2 separate regions of the Mus musculus genome follow, and region 2 is linked to region 1. A link is a contact called in public Hi-C data. All regions are on one chromosome and are shown on one strand. The core of a region is the stretch at or near the end of the contact, and the rest is flanking DNA. Distances in the headings are between cores, read along the strand shown. Region 1 overlaps Ube3c (ubiquitin protein ligase E3C). Region 2 holds the start of Dnajb6 (DnaJ heat shock protein family (Hsp40) member B6).

Region 1 (6,670 bases), core at 637-3,136:
CCCTTTTGTTTAAGCCAGCATATTACCTTTGCCTTTCCTGTCACACAATGCTTTAGTCATGTCAATAGACAGCAAAGGATTTCCTCTAGTTTAGGGATTTAGAAATGGCTTCACAGCCTTGGTTATTCAGTAAAGGAGCCATCAGTCCAGCCTATAACAGGATGTTCCTTCCAAGAGAACAGATCAACTGTCTGCCCTGGAGAACAGTGGCTCCACAATCTGGTTCTCAATCTACCTATCTGTATACACAACTGTGTCATCAGGGAGGAAAAAATCTTGTTCAATATCTTGTTTGCTTTGTCACAAATCATTACTTCCAAACCTAACTGTGGCAGCAGGTTACCCAATTAGTAATTTTGCAGCCATAGCTTTACAGATCAACAGGATCCAAGAGATCTTGGATCTCAAAACTGTGACGGTGGTTTTCCCTGGAATTGGGGTACATAATAGGACAAGTTCATTCTCTTAGCCACTGCAAAACAAAAAACAAAAAACAAAAAAAAAATGAAAAACCCCCCAAAACAAACAAACAAACAAACACAAAAAACAAACAAACAAAAAAAACCTCAAAAAGCTCAATCTACTTGTTTTTTTATGTTTTTCCTTTGTAGCTATCAAGTTTATAGTAAAGACTAAAAGATGTTTCCAAAGAGTCAGAAATGTGATAGAGATATACCAACTATTCTACTCATTATCAATACCTTTGTTTATATAACCATTTTCACCTTCAGATTTTATAAATTTTCCTTTAGTATCTAACTGGTTATCAGGTTCAGTAGTTAACAGGAATAAAAAGCACAGGCATGACTTTAATTTCCAATGTGACTCATACTAGTAAAAGTGCAGTTTTACCATGAGGCTGAAAATGAACCAGCCTACAAGGCAGACAGGAATTCGGATCAGAATCTGCAAAATAACATGAGTTTTGCAGCTCCATCCTGTAGCTGCATCACTGAACCACACTTACTGAGTTTTTGTTAAAATCTCAAAAATAAATTTAATTTAATTAAATCTCAACATCAAGGATGACATTCTCTAAAACAGCTGCAAAGCTTAGCTTAGACATGTAAATTTGATCACAAAATTCAAATTTTTTACAAAGCAAACCATCATAGCCAATATCCAAGACAAATCACAAAGTGGGAACAAATATTTGAAACAGCACAAAAATGACCTGTTATAGCATTCAGTAATAATATGAAAAGCAACAACCAAAGAGAAAAATCAGCAAAAGTATATGTACCTCACAGAAAATATATCTTCTAATCACAAGAAGTTCAATTCCAGTTAAGAAAAAAAAAAGTGAAAAATTATAAATAAGGATTTCTTATTTCTATATGTGAAAGAAATATCAAATATGAGTCTTTTCTAATACTATAAAACTTGTGCGTAGGACAAGGAATTAAGATCTTTTTGTCTCCTCTACCTTATAAGACTTGGAAATATTTGAATCTTCCCCATCCAGTAAAACCCTGTTTACTCAAAGACCCAGTGCTCGATTCTAGGAATTTGATTCCTTCCCTACTTCCTCCATTTCCTATGCACCAATTCTTTCAGATTATTCAGACAATTGAATAAGATTGTGAGGTAGACTCTAGCCAACTGGGAAAATAAAGTTGCAAATTTCCTTAGTATAAAAACCAAATCCATGTCCCATCTTGGTGTGTATTTGCTCTTACAGAGCACATCCTCTTGGTCCAAGTAACGTGTTTACTTCATCCAGACACTTCAGTAAGAATGGTGGTCTCTTTCTTTGTGATGCTGAATTTATTTCTAACGTGTATTTGGGATATATATAATGTTAACTAATGCAATGTGTAGGGCACGTAGAAGAACAAGATCTTTCATACACTGACATAACTTCCTCAGAGATAACTTAGAAACACTTACTCAATCCAAAACTTGCACTTAGAAGTTTCATTTTCAGGAATTTAATCTATAGATGGTAATGATAGTCACAAGAATATTCTTTTAAGTGTTATTTGAATAAGAGAGGGGGAAAATACTGCCCGGTATGGTGGTGCACATCTCTAATGTCATCATTTGGAAAGCAGTTGATAGGAGGGTGGCTAAAACAATCTGGGTATAGAGACAATCAAGTTTCAGATTAGCCAGGACTTCTCAGTGAGACCTGTCTCAAAAAACAAACAAAAGAACCTAAACCACTCAATCTTGAAAGCAACTTTAACAGCCATTTAAACTATCAGCAGTGAGAGAGAACACGGTACTAAAGCCAGTCCCAGAGTCACTCAACAATGCAGTGGATCTGCCTGCCTTACCCTTCTCCCAGCTGGATTATTAAGGGAAAAAGACAGGTACTGGGATTAAGGAGCATTAGACTGCTTTCAACAAGGAGAGGAATGTAGGCACCTACATGATACACACAGAGGACAGCCGTGGGAGGCTGTGGAAAGTCCAGAAGCCAAGTCTGAAAAAGAGAAATAAAATCTGGGAGGGAAGGAAAGGACAGAGTGAAAAGAAAAGTGGACAATTTTGTTTATTTTCCACTGTTTGATTTATTGCCCATGTAAACTAGTTATTTTCTTGCTTTTAAATCTTTTATTGGACTTATTTTTATTTTTGAGTCAAGGGTTCTCTATGTAACCCTGTATACAAGGCTGACCTCAACTCATCCGCCTTCCTCTACCTCCCAAGGGCTGGGATTAAAAGTGCATGCTGCCACCACCATCTGGTAATTATTTATTATTTTAAATTCAGAGATACTCTTGCCTCTATCTCTCAAGTACTGTCATGCACTATCATACTTTCACTACTCTCTTGAATTTATTAGCTTTATTTCTACTTCCAAGATGTCCTCTTTATTCCACATGAATACCACAACATGCACAACCTCACACTTTGAAGACCATTAACAAACACTAGAAATGTGTATAGGATATATTTGTGAGAATGCATGCAAGTGTGCTCTCCGGTGCATGCACTTATGGTGGGCCAGGTCAATTTTGGGTATCTACATTTTTTTTTCTGAGACAGGCTCTCACTGAACACAGAGCTCCCTACTTTGATGGTCGGGCTAAGTCAACTAGTCCTGTGGATTCACCTGTCCTTTCTGTTAGCATTACTAGGGTTAGTGTGGTAGTTTGAATATGCTTGGCCAGGGAGTAGCACTATTTGGAGGTATGGCCTTGTTGGAGGAAGTGTATCACTGTGGGCCTGGGCTTTAAGACCCTCCTCCTAACCAATTGGGTGCCAGTTTTCTCCTAGAAGTCCTTCAGATGAAGATGTAGAACGTTCAGCTCCTCCGGCACCATGCCTGCCTGGACACTGCCATGATCCTGCCTTGATGATAATGGATTGCTCTAAACCTGTAAGCCAGCCCCATTTAAATGTCCTTACAAAAGTTGCCTTGGTCATGGTGTCTGTTCAGAGCAGTAAAACCCTAAGACAGTTAGTTACAGGCATGCTACAAGGAACAAATAACTTAAATACCTTTTTGTGTGACTTGGTAATGGTCTCTAGCCATACTCTTGAGACACAGCTTTGCTAGCATGTGTATTGATACCCATCAGCAAGAGAACTGGAGACTTTGTGAGCAGTCCGGGCCTCAGTGACCATTGAACTTCTGGCTCTGTGGCTGGGCCCACACAGGCCTGTCCAACAGAGCTAATTGTTGGTTTATACTTACAAAGACCTCCTGGGACCTCCACCGGTGCCACCTTCCCAGCTCTCTACAACTAAAAGTACTTTATGGAGGAAGTTGGATAAGCTTCCAAGTTTCTGAAGCATCCTCACCAGAGAAGATTCTCCAGGGGACCCTGCAGCAGCATCTCTGCCTGTTTAACTTTTATATTAGCATGATATTATTAAGGAGTGTTTGTGTGAATAAATGCAACATATTCAATTCAGAAAACAAATCTTGTGTTGACACCCCAACTGGTGAGCACTTTACAGTTCCATGTTCTCTGCACATACACCCACTACCATACCCAATTTTTACGTGTATTCTAGGGATCCAAACTAATGTTTTCACACTTGTGCACTTCACTGACCCCTACTTGAGCTATCTCCCTAGGCCTGGAAATATGTTTAAAACAAGGAAGGTTCATGATAGTATCAATAATCCTCATTATCAACAATTATAATTTCAGGGACTAGAGAAAAGGCTCAGTGGTAAAGAGCACTGGCTACTCTTCAAGGGTAATCTGGTTCAGTTCTCAGCACCCACCCAGTTATCTCACAATAATACATCTCCAGTTTCAGGGGATCGAACGTTCTCTTCTTAGTACCAGACATACACAGGCAAAACATCCAGTCACACAAAATAAAATGTAAATATTATGACTTCATGTCATGACAATTCATGTCTTTAGGTCCAGCACTTGTGAGACAGAGGTGGGCCTGATATATATGGAGTTCCAGATCAGTCGGGGTATACAATGAGACTTTTCTCAAAAACAAACGGTACACAACTAAGCCACAGTTCCCAGGGTACTTTTGATAGTTTCATTCTTTATAGTAAACAGTTCCAGAAGACACAGGTAACATAGGCACCAAGCTATTTACCAGAACACTAGAGCTTACTATCATGACTAAACAAACTAATTTAGGACTAGAGAGATGGCTCAGCAGTTAAGAGCACCAGTTGCCCTTCCAGTAGACCTGGGTTTAATTTCCAGTACCTACAGCACCCACATGGCAGCTAACACTTAACTCCAGACACCCTCACAGGCACATGAAACACCAATGCACATAAAATTAAAAAAAAAAATAATATAATTATTAAAAATTAAAGCTTAAAGCTACATCATAAGGAAACCATATTCAAACAAATTAGAGCCAAATCCCCCTTTCTTTACTGTACTACAGGTACAGAAGTACTTGAAGCAAGAAGGCTGAACAGCACTGCCCCACATTTGACTGAGAACAGATCAGAGCTCAATCATCATGGCTTAGTTTAATTACCCTTGATTGTTTCCTCTACAGAACACTGTCTGCTTCACAGAAGAGTCAATAGGAGAGAACATCCTGCAGAAGGGACAACTGAGGGTAACAGGTATCTAATGCAATATACAAGGAAACAGAAACCAGCACCTTCCAAAGGAAATCCCCTGAGGCTCCCCCAATGCCAGGAGATCCAATGCCCTCTTCTGGCTCTGCAGGTTCTAAGCATGCATGTGATGCATAAACATACATGCAGGCAAAAGATACATATAATAAATTAAAATTAAAAATACAAAAATAGTCCTTACAAAATAGGATAGTAGGGCTGCAAAGATGACTCAGCAAGTAAGAGCACTTGTTCTCTAAGAGGGCCCAGGTTTGGTTTTCAGCACCTTATTGATTCATAGACATCCATAACTCCAACACCATAGGATCTGAAGCCCCTTTCTAACCTCCACAGGCACAAAGCACACATGCAGTACATGTATACATACAGGAAAACACATTTTTTAAAATCTTAAGGAAAAATAGTGGACGAACAGGATTATGTAAAAACTAAACAAGGGGGCTGGAATATACAGCAAAGCAGCTGAAACAAAAGAGACTGTCTCAAACTAAAGTAGGTATCCTCTGATTTCCACACATTCACTGTGGTATACACACACACACCACAGAGAGAGACACCATGCACACTGTTGTATGACTTTTCCTGGAGAAGCTGAGCAAATGTCTATTCACTGAAGACTGATACCAACAAGAGACCAACACAACAAAACAAAACAAAAAAACCCCAATTCTACCAACATCTAACTTGATGAACCAAATAGTTTACTAGATTGCTTATAGAAACATGGACAGCTCAAAGACAGATGCATCACCAAAAACCTCATCCATCATGGACCTTCACAAAAGTGGCATCTCTGGAGCTCTCTGCAGGACATGTAGGCCACTCAACAAATTGGAAAGTCCCTTTAATTTTTATATAACCCTGAGGAGCAAGGGACTGTGATGATTTGTATATGTTTGGCCCAGGGACTGGCACTATCAGTGGGTGTGGACTTGTTGGAGTAGGTGTGTCACTGTGGGTGTGAGCTTTAAGACCCCTCATGCTAGCTGCCTGGAAGTCAGTATTCTGCTAGCAGCCTTCAGATGAAGATATAGAACTCTCAGCTCCGCCTACACCATGTCTGCCTGCTCCCGCCTTGATAATAGACTGAACCTCTGAACATATAAGCCAGCCCCAATTAAATGTCCTTTACAAGACTTGTATTTTGTATTGGTCATGGTGTCTGTACACAGCAGTAAAACCCTAACTAAGACAGGGACCTTGGGCTGGAAAAATGGCTTGGTGGTTAAGAGCACTGACTGTTCTTTCAGAGGTCAAAAGTTCAATTCCGAGCAACCACATGGTGGCTCACAACCATCTGTAATGGGATCCGACACCCTTTTCTGGTGTGTCTGAAGACAGCTATAGTGTACTCATACATAAAATAAATAAACTTCCTGGGAGTTGTGAGTTGCTTATTTCTCTTGCCTTATTGACCCTTCCTCTAGAATGGAAATATTTTATTTAAGATTGTCTTAGTCAGGGTTTCTATTCCTGCACCAAGAAGCATGACCAAGAAGCAAGTTGGGGAGGAAAGGATCTATTCAGCTTACACTTCCACATTGCTGTTCATCACCAAAGGAAGTCAGGACTGGAACTCAAGCAGGTCAGGAAGCAGGAGCTGATGCAGAGGCCATGGAGGGCTTGCTTCCCCTGGCTTGC
Region 2 (7,045 bases), core at 674-3,173, 150 kb before region 1:
ATAATGTAAAAGGCACACGCTATCACACCAATAGTGGACAGGGATAACAAAGTGCCTTCTTTACAATTCTAAAGATGTGGCTGGTGCAGAGGGTGCACACCTTTTTTTAATCCCAGCAGGAGGCAGAGTTCTGTGTTTGGTATCAGGCTGCTATTCAAAGTGAGTTCCAGGACAGCCAGGGGTACACAAAACAATACCAAAAAAGTTTGCAAGCCGGGCGTGGTGGCACACGCCTTTAATCCCAGCACTTGGGAGGCAGAGGCAGGTAGATTTGAGTTCAAGGCCAGCCTGGTCTACAAAGTGAGTTCAGGGACAGCCAGGGCTACAGAGAAACCCTGTCTCAAAAACAAACAAACAAACAAACAAAAAGACAGGCATGGTCTGCCTGGGCAAGAGTGAAGAGAAGACTGAAACTTCCAAGTCAACCATACCTACAAAAGGCAGCATTTCTTCCCATATTTCTTTCATGTTCTTCCTAATTCCAAAGCTCCACCCAAGTGTGTGTACTGATGACACCGTAATCACACACCGGAGGGCAATTCGGCCTGTGGTGGCGATATCCCAAAGTACAACAAAGGAGTCCTTCCAGGAATCAGTAAGTCTACTGTGGGGTTTACTTTACAAACAAGAACAGACTAAGTTCAAATATCAGGGCGCTTGTTCTTTAGGTTGTTCCCTCCTCTGGCTTTTATGTCCAATATTTCTACTAAAACAGTTGCCTTAAAGTTGGTATCACTTCCCTAGCAAGCTGAGCGTCCTGAGATTCTACGGCCTAGAATGCGTAAACCCTAACCACAAATCTAAGGTTCAAATAAAGACGTTACAAAAAAACCAAAGTGGCTGCACTGGGCAGGCACTCCCCACCTTAGAAGGTGGGACCATCCCCACCATTCCCTTTCAACGGTTCACATACAACTTCTTCGGTAACAAAGCTTTTAAAACTTGACAAACCCCTCCTGTTTAAAAAAAAAAAAAAAAACTCCATCTCCAAAGTTTTTAAGACCTTTTAGTTTGCAGTGCAGAGTTCCTTGTCAACACAACCGAAGTAAATTAAGACTTAGTGTAAACTCCAGTTACATAAACTTTGTTACGTAAACCACAGCAAAGCAACCTTCGAGGCCAACATCAAACTAGTTTTAAAAGTAAGCTGAGCCAGGCGGGTCGCCTAGCAAACTTCCCAACAGTCCCTGGAAACCGCCTTGGCCTTCCCACCCGGCCCCCTTCGCTGCCTGGAGGCCTGGGCCGGTGATTGCGCCTTCCATGGGAGTCCTGCTCTTCGCAGGCCACCTGACCCCTTGCTTGCAGAATGCAGTGAGGACGCCAGGACTGGGTGACACCAGCCTTGCCTACTCCTGGAGCTCTGCGGCCGACCTAGCGCGTGCCGGACCCAACCGCCACCTTCGACCAGAGAACTAGGGAAGCGGACCGCAGCTAAGCCCCGAGCTAGGCCTGACCAAGAACGGCAAACGCTCTCCACAGACCCAATCTACAACCGGCCCAGACCAGGAACACCTTAAGCCCCAGACCTAGACACAAGACTACAGCCTAGACTGGAACCCGTTCGGCCTTGTGAGCAGTACCGGCCCCACTGTCGACCCGGTTCCTGCACCCGTATTCCGGGAGCCAAGCGGGTTAGCCCATTCGCAGGCCTTCCCCTCCCGCCGTAGTCAACCCTGCTTTTCGCCGCGGCTCGCGGACCCTCACCGAGGACACGGCGGCCAGCGAGGAGGGAAGTCAGGCGGCCGGTCTCCTCGCGGCTGTGGCACAGCTGCGCTGGTGGCGGTGGCGGCGGCGGCGTCTCCTCGCGCTTTCCTTTCTCTTCTTTTCTCCAACAACAAACAGGAAGTGCGTCACGCGGTGGCGGCGCGGCCCGGCGACGTCGACTTCCGCCCGGCCCTGAAGCTAACGTGCGCAGCAGCCTCCGTGCGCGTCGGACTTGATAGCGCTGGTCTAGCGTTCCGGAAGATTCTCGGAGCTGAGGACGGTGGGATTCTGGAGGGTTTACATAGGCGAAGGTGGCTGAATAGGGCGGGAAGCGTCCCCTTGCGCAAGCTCTGTGCCTGGAGGGCTCTAAAGCCTGAGGCGACTGTAGCCGAACCAAGGAGCCTGCGTTTGCCCGGAAGCAGGCTGGGAGGAAGGACGCTCACAGCCTCTGACACAGTGGATTCGGAGATAAGGACCTGATAGCGTAGTATGACTCACACTCCTATGGACTTGGAGAATTGTGGTCCCGAGGTTCGGCCGACCCAACAAGCAGGCCCGACTTAGAGTGAACCGTGAGAGGCCTCATCATTACCAACTCGCAGTGCTGAATCCAGGGTCTAGATTTCAAACACGGTTATTTTAAAGATGTATTTACTTTTTGTATGTGAATGTACTGTCTTCGGACACACCCGAGAAGGACATCAGATCCCACAATAAGCTCCTGTCTCAATAAATCAATAAGCTCCTGTATAAATAAATAGACATTTAAATCCTCACCCCACCCCCACTTACACCCATAGGATGAGTAGTTTTTCATCTTGCCCAGTAAGTTTCAAAAGGTTAGCTAACACTGCACTGGAAAGTAAGAATGAAAGAGAACATATTGATCTCAGAATGTTATGGTTGGACGCCCACCTTCTCAACGCCTGAGAAGGACAAGCACAGAAGATGTGGAGACCCATGATCTGAAGTCACAGATCCTTGGATGCTCCCTCACATGTAGGATATACTCAACTCCAGATAGAACCCTCCAGAATGGCTCCTTGTCTCCTTGCTTCTGTTCTGCCCCCAAGGTTCCCAAACACTACACTTCCCCTTTTGTGAAACATAGAATTTGGCCAGATCTCTTTTCTAATTGACTTTCAGCCCTACAAGATGGCTGTCCAAGACTGAAATGAAAACTAAGCACAAAAGTTCCCGCCCTTTCCTTTACCTTCCTCCACCTCTCCTTCCACCTTTCTGCTCTCAATCTTACCCACTACCACCCTCAATGGCAGGAATCAAGGAGTCTGGCCTAGTGACGAGTGGAAGGTGTGTGTGCTTGCATACTCCAGGGCTGACAGCCCAGCAACCCAAGCTTTCTATTGAAGCAGCGCCGAAAGACAAAGCCAGTTATAAGGTAGAGAATAGGGAAAGGAGTCCCCTCGCCTCAGAGTCTGGCTGAAGCCTCTTGCCACATGACATTTAAGAATTCTAACACGCAGGGCAGTGGTGGCAAATGCCTTTAATCCCAGCACTTGGGAGGCAGAGACAGGCAGATTTCTGAGTTCCAGGCCAGCCTGGTCTACAGAGTGAGTTCCAGGACAGCCAGGGCTGCACAGAGAAACCCTGTCTCAGAAAAAAAAAAAAAAAAAAAAAAAAGAATTCTAACACAGGGTCTGAGGAGATGACTCAGTAAAAAACATTAGTTGCTCTTTCTAGAGGATCTGAGTTCAATTCCCAACACCCATATCAGGTGATCCACAACTGCCTAGTACTCCAGCTCCAGGGGATGTGATTCACTCCAGACATGTGCATGTTTGCATGTAGACCTAGTTTTATCTTTCCCCAGAGCTTTCAAAAGACCCATGATATTAAATCTATATTAAAGTCTTTTGGGGGCTGGGAATGAACACCTTGTTTGTTTGTTTGTTTATTATTATATCTAAGTACACTGTAGGTGTTTTCAGATGCACCAGAAGAGGGCATCAGATCTCATTACGGTTGGTTGTGAGGCACCATGTGGTTGCTGGGATTTGAACTCAGGACCTTTGGAAGAGCAGTTGGTGCTCTTAACCACTGAGTCATCTCTCCAGCCCCAATGAACACCTTATTAATCCCAGAATTTGGGAGGTAGAGGTGGAGGATCTCTGTGAGGTCAGTTCATCCAAGACTACAGAATATATAGAATGAGACTTCTGTTTTTAAAAAAAGCGGAAAAAAAAATGAAAAAAAAAATATAGGTCTCTGAAAAGAAATCCTCAGGCATCACTTCCATTTCCTGGTTTTTTGTTTTGTTTTTTGGTTTTTGATTTTTGTTTTTTTTTTTTTTGTTTTGTTTTGTTTTTTTTTTTGAGGCAAAGTCTTACTGTCTTGTTTGTGTAGACCTCACTGGCAACAACCTTGAGATAATCTTCTTGCCTTAACCTCCAGAAATTAGAAATTACAGGTAAGAGCCACCATATTCAACACCCCTTGACTGAACAATTTGGAAAAAAAGTGTTCATGGATCTGGGAGTATAAGCCAGGGCTCCAGACAAGCCTTGTGTGCACCAGCTCCTGGGTTCAATCTCTTGAAGACATTTTTCTCAGTGACAACAAAGACACACAAACAGAGTTAATTTCTCTTTGCAGAATAGTGTGCCATGACCCAAACTAAGCTAGCAAGCATAACACAAGTTCAGATTTGTATCTTTTTCCCTTTGGCTGGGACAATCTGACCTCAGTCTTGTGGCTGGCTAGGGTTTTTTTTTTTTTTCCTTTTTTTTTTGGGGGGGGGGGGGTTGTTGTTTGGTTGGTTTTTGATTTTTTGGTTTTTTTTTTTTTTTTGAGACAGGGTTTCTCTGTGTACTCCTGGCTGTCCTGGAACTCACTCTGTAGACCAGGCTGGCCTCAAACTCAGAAATTCACCTGCCTCTGCCTCTCGAATGCTGGGATTAAAGGCGTGTGCCACCACGCCCGGCAGCTGGCTAGTTTTTAAAGAGTTGGTGCAAAGAAAGGAAAAAGACATGGGAGGCCAACAGGTTCCAGAAAGGCAGTGGTGCTTTTGTACAAACAAAATTTTACCAGGTTGGGGAGATTAAAAGATGTGCTGCAAAGTTTTACAAGTAGGATAGATTTGTGGAATCTTGGCAGGCTGGTTATCTTGGATAACAAACAAACCAAAAAATTCTCCTACCTCACCCCCCCCAACCCCCCCCCCCAAAAAGGAAGAGAGAAAAAGAAAACAGAGTAGGATGCAAATGTTATATTTTCCCTCCAAGCATTTATCATATAACTTAGGAACAGGGGTGGTTCCTCTGTAATTTAGCTGCTCTAGATTTTTTGTTTGTTTGTTTGTTTTTGTTTTTGTTTTTCGAGACAGGGTTTCTCTGTGTAGCCCTGGCTGTCCTGGAACTCACTTTGTAGACCAGGCTGGCCTCAAACTCAGAAATCTGCCTGTCTCTGCCTCCCAAGTGCTGGCGTGCGCCACCACTGCCCGGCAGCTGCTCTAGATTTAATAAAGTTCTTTGTATTGAGCTCCTGCATAGGACACCAAAAGAGTAAATCAGTCACTCATAGGAAATGCCCCAAAGTGAAACACACTTGTGACAGAGCTCCAAGCAAACCAGCTCTTCCTGAAAACTGGGCTTTTGGCTCCAACCAGGCCAGTGAATAGAAAAATCCCATGCTCTAAGGCTTACAGAAAGAAATCAAAGCTATTCAGTGATCCAAGCTGTTTCAAAGTTCAGTGTTCAAGTGTTTCAAAAAACGTTGTTTAGCTACTGCCTGGTAGAATACCCCTTCTATGTTTTCCCTTCCTTCCTTCCTTCCTTCCTTCCTTCCTTCCTTCCTTCCTTCCTTCCTTCCTTCCTAGACAATGTTTCTCAGGGAAGCTGCAGACTCCCTATGTAGCCAGAAGACCATTTCCTGATGTTCCTGCCTTCAACTCTCAAGTGCTGAGATTGCAGGAGTCTCACCAAGCATAGCTATTAAGAACCTTTTTTCCAGGCAGGGTCTTGCCCTGTAGTATGTGCAGAAACTCACAGCAGTGTTTCTGCACGGGCCTCTTCTGCCTGTCAGGTGTTAGGATTACAGGCACGAACCACTTAACACCCAGGTTGCTTGCTTGCTTGCTCTTTCTCTTTTTCTTTTTTCTTTTGTTTTGAGACAGGGTCTCACTCTGTAGCCTGTTTGTTTGTTTGTTTGTTTGTTTGTTTTTCGAGACAGGGTTTCTCTGTATAGCCCTGGCTGTCCTGGAACTCACTTTGTAGACCAGGCTGGCCTTGAACTCAGAAATCCGCCTGCCTCTGCCTCCCAAGTGCTGGGATCAAAGGCATGCGCCACCATGCCTGGCTCACTCTGTAGCCTTGAATTTGCAGAGATCCACCTGTCTCTGCCTCTGAAGTCCTAAAATTAAAGGCTTCACTTCATAGGCAGCACCAGTCACCTGGCATCACCTTAGCCCTAGTTTTATTGTTTTGAAACAAGGTCTTACTATGAAGCCATGGCTAGCTTGACTCACTAATGGTGACCCACCTGCTTCTGCCTCCCTAGTCTTGGATTCATTCAAACTTAAAGGATGGGACACCATGCCCAGCTGTTCTTTTGGTTTGCTTTGTCTATGTTTTTTGGTGTGTGTGTGTGTGTGTGTGTGTGTGTGTTCCTTCATGCTTGCCTCTGTGAGCCTCAGTATCCTTGGGAAGGAGTCTCTTGTGTTCTTTCACCTTATTGAAGCAGGGTCTATCCTGCTGCTCCCACACTCTGTGTACTGCAGAGGAGCCTTTTCTTGGTTCTTGAGATTCAACCCAGGTCATCGGGTAGGCTTGCACAACCCCCACCTTTCCCTGCTGAGCCATCTCCCAGCCTCCCTCACCTGCTATCACTGTCTCAGTCTTCTCAAGCTCCCAGTCACTGTGCTATGTGACGGGATCCTAAGATAGTTCAGACCTTGTGGAATGTCCCACAAACAGTCCCTGTCAACTGCTTCCTCGTGGTTAATCATCTGACTGTAACAGCCTGAGCTATGAATGAGGAAGAAGCTTCTGGAAAAGCTTCTGAATGTTCAAGGAAGGAGAACAGCCCAGAGGAGACATGGTAGACCAAGACATAAGATCCCAGATACCACACTAACTAGGCTTCTGCTTTTGTTGCCCAGCCTGTCTGCCTTCCGTCTGGAGACTCAAAGGACTTTCCACTCTTGCTTTCTCATCCACGGAAGTAAACCTTTATTATTAGTTTGCTCTGCCTGTGCCCTGGTGCAAATTCTCCTCAGAGACAAGAAGCAAGACTTCTGCTAGAGTTGAGATCAGAGGGTATGTGGGAGGGGGGAGGGATCATCCCTAATAAGTTTGTGTCCTTTTATAGCAGGAGAATCCCTGCA

The links. A called contact is a pair of places that touch in the nucleus more often than the background predicts.
Region 2: a Hi-C map of CD8 T cells shows a contact between it and region 1, with 2.4 times the contacts expected there. The contact joins the promoter of Dnajb6 here to the enhancer-like site in region 1. A contact is called at or near these places in 15 of 39 promoter capture datasets (the 3T3-L1 cell line, the C10 cell line, the HPC-7 cell line and 8 more), 17 of 484 Hi-C or Micro-C datasets (CD4 T cells, CD8 T cells, the G1E-ER4 cell line and 10 more), 2 of 115 datasets of contacts at active chromatin or transcription factors (CD8 T cells and bone marrow-derived macrophages) and 3 of 9 other capture datasets (adipose tissue, liver and pancreatic islet).

Annotation. Positions count from the first base shown.
Region 1 is chr5:29,577,642-29,584,311 of GRCm38.p6, reverse strand. The region is part of intron 1 of Ube3c (ubiquitin protein ligase E3C); the gene reads right to left. Among named protein-coding and RNA genes, the nearest start is that of Ube3c, 12 kb to the right of the region's middle. Within about 2 kb of position 1,886, at least 8 of the 459 cell types and tissues checked have an H3K27ac peak or open chromatin away from gene starts, as enhancers often do. A contact at or near this core is called in CD8 T cells, Th1 cells and regulatory T cells, where this site is marked.
Region 2 is chr5:29,730,776-29,737,820 of GRCm38.p6, reverse strand. Dnajb6 (DnaJ heat shock protein family (Hsp40) member B6) reads right to left here and starts at 1,923. Exons shown (of 8, transcript NM_011847.4): 1 at 1,705-1,923. Gm5129 (predicted gene 5129) reads left to right here and starts at 1,885. Exons shown (of 1, transcript NR_028426.1): 1 at 1,885-2,487.